Regions from separate parts of the Mus musculus genome. Here all the other regions are linked to region 2. The links are chromatin contacts, called in public HiCAR-type and HiChIP or PLAC-seq maps. All regions are on one chromosome and are shown on one strand. Each heading gives the region's core, a stretch centred on a gene start, on an enhancer-like site or on the middle of the called end of the contact. The rest is flanking DNA. Distances are from core to core; before and after follow the strand shown. Region 1 holds the start of Fermt1 (fermitin family member 1). Region 2 holds the start of Plcb4 (phospholipase C, beta 4). Region 3 holds the start of Crls1 (cardiolipin synthase 1).

Region 1 (4,001 bases), core at 987-3,486, 2.7 Mb before region 2:
TGGGGTGGTAATGGTGTATGAGGGGCACTGCCTTCATAACAATGGATGATTAAACCACCAATGTTGCGCCACCACGTGTTCCTCACAGACCTGTAAACCCTAAGTGAATTTCAAAAAACGCGTGAGCTACATTGACTACCATAAATCCAAAGATCGACTACTGCACATCTGAACGTGGTCAGGACAGATTTAAGGTGTTTGAATCAAATTCAAGAGCTCAGGAGTGCTTTATAACCAGAGGTATCCCGAGTGCAAGGATGCAGGGGGGGGGGGGGGCTTTCAACACAGAGGTCCTCCGGAGGACCGAACGACCGATTTCGGTTACTGATTGAACTGGCCAGAATGCTTGCTCTCCTCATCAGCCTGCAGCATTTCTGTATGGCGCATTAGCTCCTTCACTCTCACCAACACCCATTTTAAAACGAGGAAACTGGGGTTGAGGGAAGGTAGGATACCTCACGGCAAATCATATCAAGTTCGGTGGGGGGACCCAAACAGGAATCATCCCCCTTACTCTAAACTTACATCACTCTGAGAAACGTCCTTGGTGATTTTGCAACAACAGAAGAGAAAACTCTTAACACGCGAATGAATTCTAGCTTTTTAACAACACCTATCATTTCTACAAACAGATCAGCAGTGAAGAGACAATAAAAACAGCCTCTTCAGGGCCAACTCGACACGGAAGAGCCTTGCAATGTCCAAAATGCTATTTCTTTTCTCTCTTCTTTTCTTTTCTTTTCTTTTCTTTTCTTTTCTTTTCTTTTCTTTTCTTTCTTTCTTTCTTTTTTTTTTTTTTTGAGGCTGAGTTTCAAATAATGTTTTGCACATAAAAAGCTAACTTTATTTTTTTAAAAAAGATGATTTAGTTTTGCTCATTTTTCTGGGCCTTCAGGGTCAATTTTAAAACAAAGGACACAGGGTCCTTAGTTTTCCTGATTGGAGTGATTAACCCATTTGTATAGAAAATGGACAGATCCCTTACAACGAAAATTCCTCCTAAAATGAAGACGAGCTGGTTTTCCCACATTCCTTTCCTATCTCTCTGCGCCTTCAGTTTGGCCTGAGGTTCTCATCCTCAACAACAAGTTGTTACTTGTGGAGCAAACTTCAGCTGGGTGGAAGCTCACCCATGGAGACCGAAATAGGAGGCAACAAGGCACCTTGGATTTACCTTCCCTGGTGAAGGTCGCTCCGCCCCGGTTCAAAGAGAATGCGGGGAAGAAAAAAGAAAAAAAAGTCCGGAATATAACACGGACGCTCGGTTTGGCAGGGTGTCGCAGGGTTCTAGGTGCCCAGTCACCTGTCCTTTGCCCATTAATGAAAGCAGCCCGCGCCGACCGAAAGCGTTCCTGTGCACGATCAGATTCCTGGGCCCGAGGTGATCACCTCCAGACAAAATTATTTCAATTCAACAACCGTTTAACTGCACAGAGCTGCAGAAAAGAAGGGGGCAGAGGTCCCAAGTCTTCGCGGTGAGAGTTCCAGCCTGGCTAATCCCAATCCTCAGCGGGAGAGCTCACCTGCTATGGAGCCTGCCGCGTCCAGTCTGCAGCTCGCACGTGGACAGCTGCGTCCCCAGAGGCCGCCTTGGGCGAGCAGGGGTCTCGCGGGACCGCACCAAGGTACAGCGGGTCCAGTGATGTTGCGGGGACCTCGCGACAGCCAGTAGAGCTGCTGGAGTCCTCCTCCCAGCACCCAAGCACGGTCCGAGTCCCGGGGCCACAGCTTGGCGGCGCAGGCTAGCGCGGCGGGCAGGTGGGGGCACGTCCAGCCCAGCCTGCTAGGTCTTGCTCTCGCTCCGAGTAGGAGAAGGCTGCAGATACAATAAGGGTTGAAGGGAGCCGCAGGGCTGCTCCAGACAGGAGCCAAGCAGCCTGGAACACACTCCTCCCCTCCCGCCTCCACTTTTGTATGGCCTTTCCTGGACGCCGCCAACGTTCTGGGTACCCTGAAGCCCTGGTACTGGCCCAGGACCCAAGGCCCAGCCTTTTTCTCTGCCTCTTAGGTAAATTCGTCACTGATACCCGGGGCCAGGGAGAATCCCTTCCTGTCTGCAACTGTCTATCTATGCAGAGTTCTGGAGCAAGCCTGACCAGACAGGTGGCATGCACAGAGGCGATTCACCTCTGAGTAAAAGGGTGATGTCAGTCCTCCAAAAAAGGTGAGGTCTGGCAGGAGGAAGCCCCCTCTGATCAGACTGAGCTCCAAGCCAAAGGCTGGACCACTCCTAGAGTGGCTCACCGCAGGCAGTCATCTGTTATTTTCCTGTTAGATTCTCCAGACAGCTGCCCGCCCAGGAAGTGTGGGAGACTTTGGGTAATTCCCCCCCTCCCCCTGTACAGCGTACATTAGGTTGAAAGCTTACTGTGCCAGGCCTGGGGCAGGGCCCTGGGGATACGGTGGTTAAGAAAACAATAGTTCTTTAACTGGAAATAAGTAGAAGGCTGGGTGGCAGCCGCTCCTTGGGAAACTTTATGCATCATGCCGCATCAATGGTACGCAGTATGTGTACCAATGAGGTGACTCTGCCGTTAACTTCTTAAATCGAAAATATCCCGAAATTTATAGCCAAATCTTTGTTGTTGTTGTTGTTGTTATTCGAACATCACAATATTTAGGAACTGTTTTGGCTTGCAAGTATTTTACATTTGAATTAAAAGTTCGGTGGTATAGAGCTTTCCAGGACACACACCACTCTACATTCTAGCCCCAATCCCTAAATAAATAGACATCATTTGAACTTTATTAACAATTGCAGGGTCTTAAGGGCAGAGGGCTAGGTTCCGTGGCAGAGCACCTGTCCCTGAGTTCCTTCCTCGGCATGCACAGAAGAAATTTTACTAATAAAATCATTAAGAATTTAGGGTAAATACTGCCAGTTTTATGTCAATTTGACAGCAAGCTAGAGTCATCGGAGGAGGTGACGTTAATGAGATTGCCTCTGTAAGATCTGGCTGTAGGCAAACCTGTAGAGCATTTCCTTAAGTAGTGATTGATGTGGGACACCCCAGCCCGTTGTGTGTGGGGCCACCCCGGGGCTAATAGTCCCGGGTTCTACAAGAAGACAGGATGAGCCTCCCTGCTTTAGGTTTCTGCCCAAGAGTGGGGGTGGGGTGATAGGATGGAGTGTTGGGGTAGTGGCCAGGTGAGGTGCTGGGAGGTAATGTAGTGTTCCTGACCTGACGTTCTCCGATTATGAACGTAGATATGGAAGTGTAAGCAAAATAACCCCTTTCCTCCCCAACTTGCTTTTGATAATGGTGTTTCATCACAGCAACCGTGGCCCTAACTAAAACAGAGGAAGTTTCTTAGTACAGTTAGCCATAGGGATGGGGCTGTCACCTGACTCTGCTTTTCCCAGGTCAATCTGCTTTGACTTTGGGCAGCCGGCATTCCTTTCCTGACCTGCTTTCTGAGAACTCTGCTCCTGGGCAATCAGACCTGAGCCTGTACAGGTTCAAGGTCTGCAGTGTGACCTTAGAAGATTAATGGCTCTTTTACTACCTGTGCAGGTTTCCCATCCCACCGAAAATTGCAATAAACCTATACTAAAGAAAATTGTATTAAAGAATCCCTTTGGATTGCACTAAAGAATTCAGCAACTTTTAGGTGTCCTCCTTGCTGTTATTTTAAAAATTTATACAGATGCTCCTCGACTTTGATAGGATCACATCTCCAAAAGCTCATTGTAAGTTGACAGAATCTTGAAGTAGAAATGAATTTAATACTCAGTCTTCAAATATGGTTGGTAGCAAGGTTTACCAGAGAATAGTGGTTTTTTTCCTCCCTCATGAGAGGGTGGCTGGCTGGCTGCTGTCCCCAGCAACAAGGGAATATGTTCCGGCTCCCAATCTTAAAGCAATGCTTATTGCATCTGAACCTTGAGTTTTCAACCATGATTACAAAAACAAAACAAAAACAAAAACAAAAACCAGCCACCATTCTCAGAAGGGTTTTGCAGTTATTGCAGTTCATTTAAACAGAATATAATATATGTA
Region 2 (3,888 bases), core at 867-3,366:
ATGCAGAAGCATCTTGTGTGTGTGGCTGCAGCGAAGAACTGCTCGGCTGATACCAGTCCCAGGAGCGCATCCAGAGAAAGGTGAGCACTCAGTAATTGTTTCAGGCTATGGTGTGTTGGTGGTTTTGTTAGCCATCAAAGACCAACTAATTAACTATATTTGAGTATATTATGTACTAAGTTCTACTGCTAAGAACTGTCAGTCACATAAGTGATAGCTTCTAGCTCCCCTTTCTGGGGATAATATTTGAGGCACATAAGACATACAAGAGAAGGCCTGAAGGACTGGTTTGAGTTTAGCTATACTATTTATTGGCTGCTCAACCTGGGGCAAATTCCTTACCCTTTCTGAGCCACAGCTTTCTCACATGCAGGGAAAGCAGGCCTAAAATACTACCCCAAGCCCTCAGCTTACAAGCAGCAATATCAGAATGAGTTGTTAGAGATGGAGAACATATGATTTTACTTCTGTCTTGTCTAATGAAAATCTGCATTTTAAAAAGCCTTTCAGGCAGTTCATGTGCCCGGTTTGCGGCACTCTCAAAAGCAGTCTTAACACACTGGCATGAAGACCCTGACCAGTGCAGTATCAGCTTTCTCTGGCATCTTTATTCTCTTTTTAACCTTGGTGGAAAAGCTGATCTGGCTTAGTGAATGTTTCTGTAGGTTTTGTCACAGACAGGCAGGCAGACACTGCAGAAAAACCTTTTTCAAGGCTAACTTAAATCTGAAGCTTTGTGTTTGGCTAGAGAGTGGTCAGTAGCTCTCAGTCCATCTCCCTTAAATTGGTAAATTATTTTTTTCTTTCTCGTTTTGAGACAGGGTTCAGGTTGGTCTTGAACCGACTGTATAGTTTAGGCTGCTCTGTAAACTAACTGGGATTACAGGCATGTACCATCACACATCACACTAGTTGATCAACTTTTGGTGGTTATTTTCTTTCTATCCATGCTGAAACGGCCAGAATGAACGAAGGGTGCGACACTTTGGGGTTTTCAACTGCTGTATCCACGGTGCCTGGACTGTTCCTTTGTGCCTACACTTCTGCCCTCTTCTCCATTTTTTTTTTAAGCTAACCTCTAAACCGACCCCTTTCCTCTTGACCCGCCAGCCCAGTTCAGGCAGCTGAGCATGCCCAGTTCAGCCGCCAGCATGGGCCCCAGTCCCCAGTGCGCAGGTGCCACGTCTCCGGGTTTTGGTGGCCGCCGCCAGGCAGGAGAGGGAGGAAGCCGAGTGGCCTCGGTAGGAGGAAGCCCTCGGGGAGTTCCGGAGCGGCTCCAGTGTAGGGTCTCCACAAAGGGTGACGCTGGATGCACATGGCCAGGCCGCCTCAGCAGGACTTCGGGCACCCGGGTGTCGGTTCAAAGGACAAGGAGAGCTGGCCACAGCGATCCCCAGCATCCCTGGAACCGAAGTCTGGGGGGGGGGGGTGGAGTGGGGTGCACGTCTCAGGATCACTTGGGGGAAGACTTTGGAAATCACTTTCTGGCTCAGTGTGAGCCCGTTGTAGTACTTCCTCCGGCAGATTGTTTTTCGGGCTGAATGAATAAAATCCCTGTCTCACAGTGCCTGCTGCAGTGTACAAGCTCTCCGTGTTTGTTCAATGTAACATAGACGAAAGCGCAGTTCCCGCTCCCCGCTCCCGGTTCTGGCTGGCTCGCACCCCCTCCTCCCGGGCCGGGCACCCGCTGAGTCCGTGGCCAGCGGCGCGTGGTGTCCCGCTGCTGGCTCAGCTCAGTCCCCACGGGCGCGCGCCCAGACCCTGCACCGGGAAGGCGGCGGCGGCGACCCCGGGACAGCCAACCCCCACCCCGGCCGGCCCGCGCGGCCCCGGTCCACCCCCAGCCCCGCCGGGCGCCGCACTGGGCATGCTCCGTAGCCCGGCAGGTTGGGGCTGCGAGGCGACGGCTTGGGCTCCAGAGGCAGCGTCGCGGCCGGGAGTAGGGGCGGCGGGCCCGGGGCCGCACGGGGCCCGGCTCGGCGGGAGCGGCGGGCGGGCGGCGCCCTGGGCAGCGGGCGGCCGAGGTGAGCGCAGCGGGGAGGCGCTGGCCGGTGGGGGGCGGAGGCGGCGGAGGGCGGGGCGGCGCCGGAGGGGCTCGGCGGCCGCGGCGGCGGGGAGGGGGTGGCGGCGCGCGAGCGGCTCAGGAGCCGCGCCGCAAACAGGCTCTCACACGCGCGCACACACACACACACACACACACACACACACACAGACACTCACACGCGCGCGCGCGAACACAGCGGGGCTCCCGGAGGCGGCGGTGGCCGCATCCCCGGCAGCGACTCGCCTGGAAGTGACAGGTAGGAGAAGGCGCTTTGGGTCCCGCCCGGGGATGCTCCCGCCGCTCCCAGCCCGCCGGGCTACTCGGCTTCCCGCGGGTGCGTCCCGGACGCGCGCGCGCGCCCCCGGTTGCCCTGCCGGGGACCCGGTGCAGGTGCGGGGTGCGAGGCGTCCTGCGCGGGAGGCAGGGGACCCCGCCGCCACCCGCCTCTCCGGCAATCATCTGCTACTGGGTTTCCTCTGCCTACCCGGACGTTCACCCTCTTCTGCGCTAGAAATAGCTCGGCTCGACGTGTATATGATTATTTTGGTTGGAAATAGTTGGCACTGTGCAACGCATGTAAATGTGTGTGCGTGTGCATCTTCAGCGTCTTCTGGGGACAGCTTACGAATGATAGACCGTTTCCAGTTGACACTGACAGGCTAAGCGCTCCTTCAGGACAGTATCTGGGCCTCCTAAAAGCATGTAAAAGAACATTGCTTTATTTTCAGAAGTTTAAAGTTGTTTTTTCTTAGTCAATTAGAAATTGTCTATATTGTACAATTTTTGAGTTTAGACTCAGTAAACTACTGAATCTAAGTGTGAAAACACAGAATTTTCCAATTGAACAACTCTAGAGTTATAAAGCCAGCATTTCTAGAAAGGCAAATGTCTTATATTCCACAAATATGCATGCATTTGAGATATGACTTTAAAAAAATAACCCTAAACTTCTATAGTGCTTCTTCCTATTTCTCTAAAGCAAGGGGCTTGAGATTTAATTTGGGGCAAAACATTCATGGACAGTCGCCATCTTTTGAAGTAGAAGTGGGATGCATAGTGGTCCATAAATTTAAATTATCCATTGGTGGAGATAATGTGTTGAATAAACATGGCTAGCAGTAAAGTCCATGCACAGGCAGGTGTATAATGCTTTGAAAAAAATTGAATTTCTCTTTTAAGGAAAAATCAGACCATAAAATAAAGATGACCAGGAAGAGCAACCAGTGACTTTTTACCTGGGTGGACTCCCAGGATCTCAGAAAGTGAAGAACTACTCTTTAGGGTAGGAAGATGTGTGTGTGTGTGTGTGTGTGTGTGTAAAATTTCAACTTAATCCTTTTAGTATTTTTAAGACTGATGTTTTTAAAGATGTGTTTGAACTGAGAACCGAATATTTTGAACCCTTCAAACTTTAATATCCTAAGTTGCAGAGTGATACAGAGGATGAGAAATTCCTCTCACTAGGATTTTGTGGTGTAATCCCTGACTGACTGTGTTATGTAATCTCGAATTTTTCCCCCACAGAACAGTCTTGCATAGTTTTCAACTGGTGTATTGATCTATTATATCATCTATTTTTTTTTTTTACACTGTAGACATTTAATACATGACTGGTGTCTTGGGGAGAACCTCGTGTAAGAAAAAATTACTTTTAAAATGGAATTTCACTTTCTGAGCGTTTTTATGTTGGTGAAACTGGTTTGACAGAAGGAGTGCATCTTCACATGTAACAGTGTGCTGCAGAGGGCTGAGTGTTGGCCTCCCAAGTGTGCTCTGCTCCCCTGCCCCCTCCCCGCTTTTATTACTCAGCCATCAGAACTTAGTTTTGATTTAGCTTTGATGAT
Region 3 (3,827 bases), core at 597-3,096, 2.8 Mb before region 2:
CAAAAAAAAAAAAAAAAAAAAAAAAAAGAAATTAGTTACTTAACTTCCAGGAAACCAGGAGATGAATAACTAAAAAAACCAAAATACCCAAAAACTGAGTTGGGGAGATGGCTCAGTTGGTTAAGTCTGAGTAAGATCCTCATGTAAAAAGCCAAGGATGCTTCATTTGTAACCCTAACGCTGGGTGGAGGGAGGAGAGGCAGTTTCCTGAAGCTCCCTGGCCAGCCTGAACTGATGAAGCCATTCAGCATCAGCCTCTGCCCCCACACCTACACACATACAAAAAGCAGTGTGCGCTGAGTAACCAAAATAAAGCAAATCCTAGTATTTTACAACGAATATTTAACTGATAGTAAATGCAAAATGAAAATGAAATGAGGGATAATATGCCATAGAATACCATAGAAATATTAAACCCTGACTTGAAGGAACCAAGTGGTAGCTGATATAAATATGATCAAAGTCAGCTGGTTAGATTAGCTGCAAGCAGCTCCATCAGTTGACCCATCCATCCCAAAATGGGCCGATCAGACCACTGTATACAAGGGGATGACTAAGGCTAAGACTATATACAAGGGGATGTAACTCTAATTATGAACAGAAACTGACTTTGTTTTTGTTTTCGAGACAGATTTTCTCTGTGTAGCCCTTGCTGACCTGGAATTTACAGATATCTATCAGCCTCTGCCTCCCAAGTGCTGGGATTAAAGGCATGCACCACGGCCACCTGGATTTATCTTTTTACTTCTTTTTCTCTTTGTTTCATACCACTGCTTAGATTTTTCTTCTCTTTTCCTCTTCTTTCCTTTTCTTCATTTTTCTTTCTTCCTTTTTTAATTAAAAAGAAAAGTCTAGGCCTCTCGCAAAAACCAAAACAAAATAAAGATGATCTTGATAAAAAGCTCCTTAAGACTACAATCCTTAGCCGGGCGTGGTGGTGCACGCCTTTAATCCCAGCATTCGGGAGGCAGAGGCAGGCGGATTTCTGAGTTCGAGGCCAGCCTGGTCTACAGAGTGAGTTCCAGGACAGCCAGAGCTACACAAAGAAACCCTGTCTTGGAAAAAAAAAAAAAAAAGACTACAATCGTCAAATGTGATGTGGGCTTTACGAACAACTTCCAGGTGAGTGTGTGCCATCACAGACTGGGCTGAAGAACAGTGGAAAGACTGCAAGACATCACCACGTGGTGACCTTTCACTGGTTTGGTTCTTGCCCGACCTGGATTCAAGGCCCTGGGTTCAAGCTCAAATCTATAACAAAATGGTAGGTTAGGTAAGGTTATAACAGTGAACTGATTTGTTTCTAATTCAGACTTAGAATAAGCAGGTTTCTCCTGTCCACGGGCTTCTGTACCTGTAAAAGTAAAGGCAAATACAGAAGGCATGTTAGAGTTGTTGAGAGGATAAATAATGACACTATAACGCATACAGTAAGCACTTCCCAAGTAAACAATTAGTGATTGCTATTATTGACATTTCCCTTTGCTCTATTCATATGCATTTAGTGCTAAGGAAGCAGAGTAGGTACTTAACTACTTTGATGCCAACACTAATGCTTTACATCTCCAGTGATAATACAGAGCCATGCACACCAGCGGGCCACTTGGCATCAGGCAGGCCTGATATAAGTGGCTTCCTGTGGCCACGTGGCACTCGCTCTTGGTCTTCCCTACCTGTCATTCTTCTTAGCCTGCAGGCACTAGCGGCTCTACTCACTAGTCAGGTCTTCCTAACCTGCGGGCCTTAGCTGTTCGTGCTCGCCGCTGCCGCGCGGGGGCGCCGGTGAGCAGAGCGGCTGGGTGTCGTGAAAACGTCGTGAAAGCTGACTCCCTTGGCGGTTCAGGCCACCTGTATAAGCGGAAAGTGCCAGAGTGTAGAAATTAGTATGGAGCTGTCCATACGGCCTCGGCACCGCTCGACTTCTCTAGAGAAGCTGGCAGCCGGTGCCAGGGGCGTCTGAGTTCTCGACTCTTGGACTCCGTGGAGGCCACACGGCCATGTTGGCTTGGCGCGTGGCGCGCGGCGCGTGGGGCCCTCTTCGCGTGGCCCTCCGGCCTCCGGGGGCGCGGCTCGGCAGGGGCGGCTCCCGCAGGGCCCTGCTGCCGCCCGCGGCCTGCTGCCTCGGCTGCCTGGCTGAGCGCTGGCGGCTGCGGCCGGCCGCGTTCGCCTTGCGGCTGCCCGGCGCCGGCCCGCGGACCCACTGCTCGGGCGCGGGGAAGGCAGCCCCGGAGCCCGCCGCCGGAGGAGGAGGTGCCGCCGCGCAGGCCCCCAGCGCCCGATGGGTCCCGGCGAGCGCCGCCAGCTCGGTACGTGCGAGGGAGGGTCGGCGGGACGCAGGTGACGGGCTCGGCGCTCTGTCGCGACACTCACCCGGTGTTCTGGGAAGTTACGGGCAGCCAGGGCGTTCGATCTTGGTGAACTTCAGGGGTCCCCCGCCGGGTACAGTCTCTGGCCAAGTTGAAACCCACTGTAATCCCCTTGTGTGCACACCCGTTGCTGGGAGGTGTGTCTACACGTTGCATAGGTAAAAACAACCATCGCTCGTCTAGTTAATCTGTTTTTAATTTTTTGAAGTGAATCTTCAGGGTTAAGTTCGGCGGAACCATAAGAACGGCCCTTCTGTCCGTTTGTGCAGATTACATCATCCTTTGGTCTTTAGCAGTATCACGGAGGATAATTATCTGGCTTAGGTTGTAATGAAAAGATCTTTCAACTTTGTATTATAGAAAGCTTCAGACTATTCTTGACGTAACAGAAGGATTTGTTCACCTTGCCTGGTAAGATAACTTCCCAAGCAGGTGACACCAGAGCATGAGTGTGGCCCAGCTTTTGATGTCATGTTAGCAAGTCCATGCAATTATTACATCTTCAATTGTTAGGTCTTCAGCGGCCACTGTACTGCCCTGCTCTCCTCAGTTACACAGCATGGGCTGAGGTGGCCACACCCCGGCAGGGGTCACAGCTTCAGGCCTAGCTTTAAAACTCTTGGAGATTGAACGCCGCCGGATGCTTTGAAGTTGCCCTCAACCTGGCTGAAGCCCTTCCCAGCACAGTTGGCCGAGTATGCCACAGGTTATCTGGTTGGGTAATTTGAGATTAAGCTTTGTCGACTTTCACAAATGTCCAAATGTAATAACTAGATATTAATGAGCTTTTTGTAGGGTTTTGTTTTTCGAGACAGCTCTTCTCTGTGTAACAGCCCTGGCTGTCCTGGAACTTGATCCGCTGGCCTCGAACTCATGAGATTCACCTGCCGCAGCCTCCCGAGTGCTGAGGTCAAAGGCCTGCACCACCACCATGCCAGCCGGTGAACATTTTTTTGTGGGGCACAGGCTCACTTACTGGCCTGGTAGCCAGCTGTAGTTGTGTTGTGTCTTTACCAAGGGAAGTGAGGAGGCTGGGTGCAGCTTTCTATTTAGTCATGCTCTTTCAGTGTGTTAGACTAACTTTGGAGCTCTTCATTCTCAGCTTTTGCTTGCTTGTTTTAGTTTTGAGATAGGGTTTCTGTGTGTAGTTCTGGCTGTCCTGGAACTTAATCTGTAGACCAGGCTGTCCTCTGAGATCCACCTGCCTCTGCCTCTGCCTCTTGAGTGCCCAAGTTAAAGGCGTGTGCCGCCATAGTCTGATGGCTTTTGCTTTCTAGCACAGCCCTGAGCTAGCTACCTTTCTCTCTTCCCAGCTTTTGTGAGTTGCTGTAATATTGGGTCAGTATTTGACTTTGTTCCACAGTGTGGTCAATAGCCTTACTCTTTTCATTACACATACAAAGGTCAGGGCAAATCTCGAGCTGTCTCAGCAGCTTGATACTTTTTCTAAATTTCAGGAAC

What was found. HiCAR-type assays count read pairs that join an accessible place to other places. HiChIP or PLAC-seq counts read pairs in DNA pulled down with a chosen protein or histone mark.
Region 1: a HiCAR-type map of astrocytes shows a contact between it and region 2, with 7 times the contacts expected there. The contact joins the promoter of Fermt1 here to the promoter of Plcb4 in region 2. A contact is called at or near these places in 2 of 115 datasets of contacts at active chromatin or transcription factors (astrocytes and embryonic stem cells).
Region 3: an H3K4me3 HiChIP or PLAC-seq map of stem cell-derived neural progenitor cells shows a contact between it and region 2, with 8 times the contacts expected there. The contact joins the promoter of Crls1 here to the promoter of Plcb4 in region 2. A contact is called at or near these places in 2 of 115 datasets of contacts at active chromatin or transcription factors (astrocytes and stem cell-derived neural progenitor cells).

The regions. Positions count from the first base shown.
Region 1 is chr2:132,943,800-132,947,800 of GRCm38.p6, forward strand. It overlaps Fermt1 (fermitin family member 1), which reads right to left and starts at 2,237. Exons shown (of 15, transcript NM_198029.2): 1 at 1,524-2,237. It overlaps Gm14102 (a long non-coding RNA gene), which reads left to right and starts at 1,953. Exons shown (of 3, transcript XR_001783483.1): 1 at 1,953-2,008.
Region 2 is chr2:135,657,431-135,661,318 of GRCm38.p6, forward strand. It overlaps Plcb4 (phospholipase C, beta 4), which reads left to right and starts at 2,117. Exons shown (of 39, transcript NM_001355153.1): 1 at 2,117-2,300.
Region 3 is chr2:132,844,820-132,848,646 of GRCm38.p6, forward strand. Crls1 (cardiolipin synthase 1) reads left to right here and starts at 1,847. Exons shown (of 7, transcript NM_001024385.1): 1 at 1,847-2,306. The coding sequence starts at 1,998.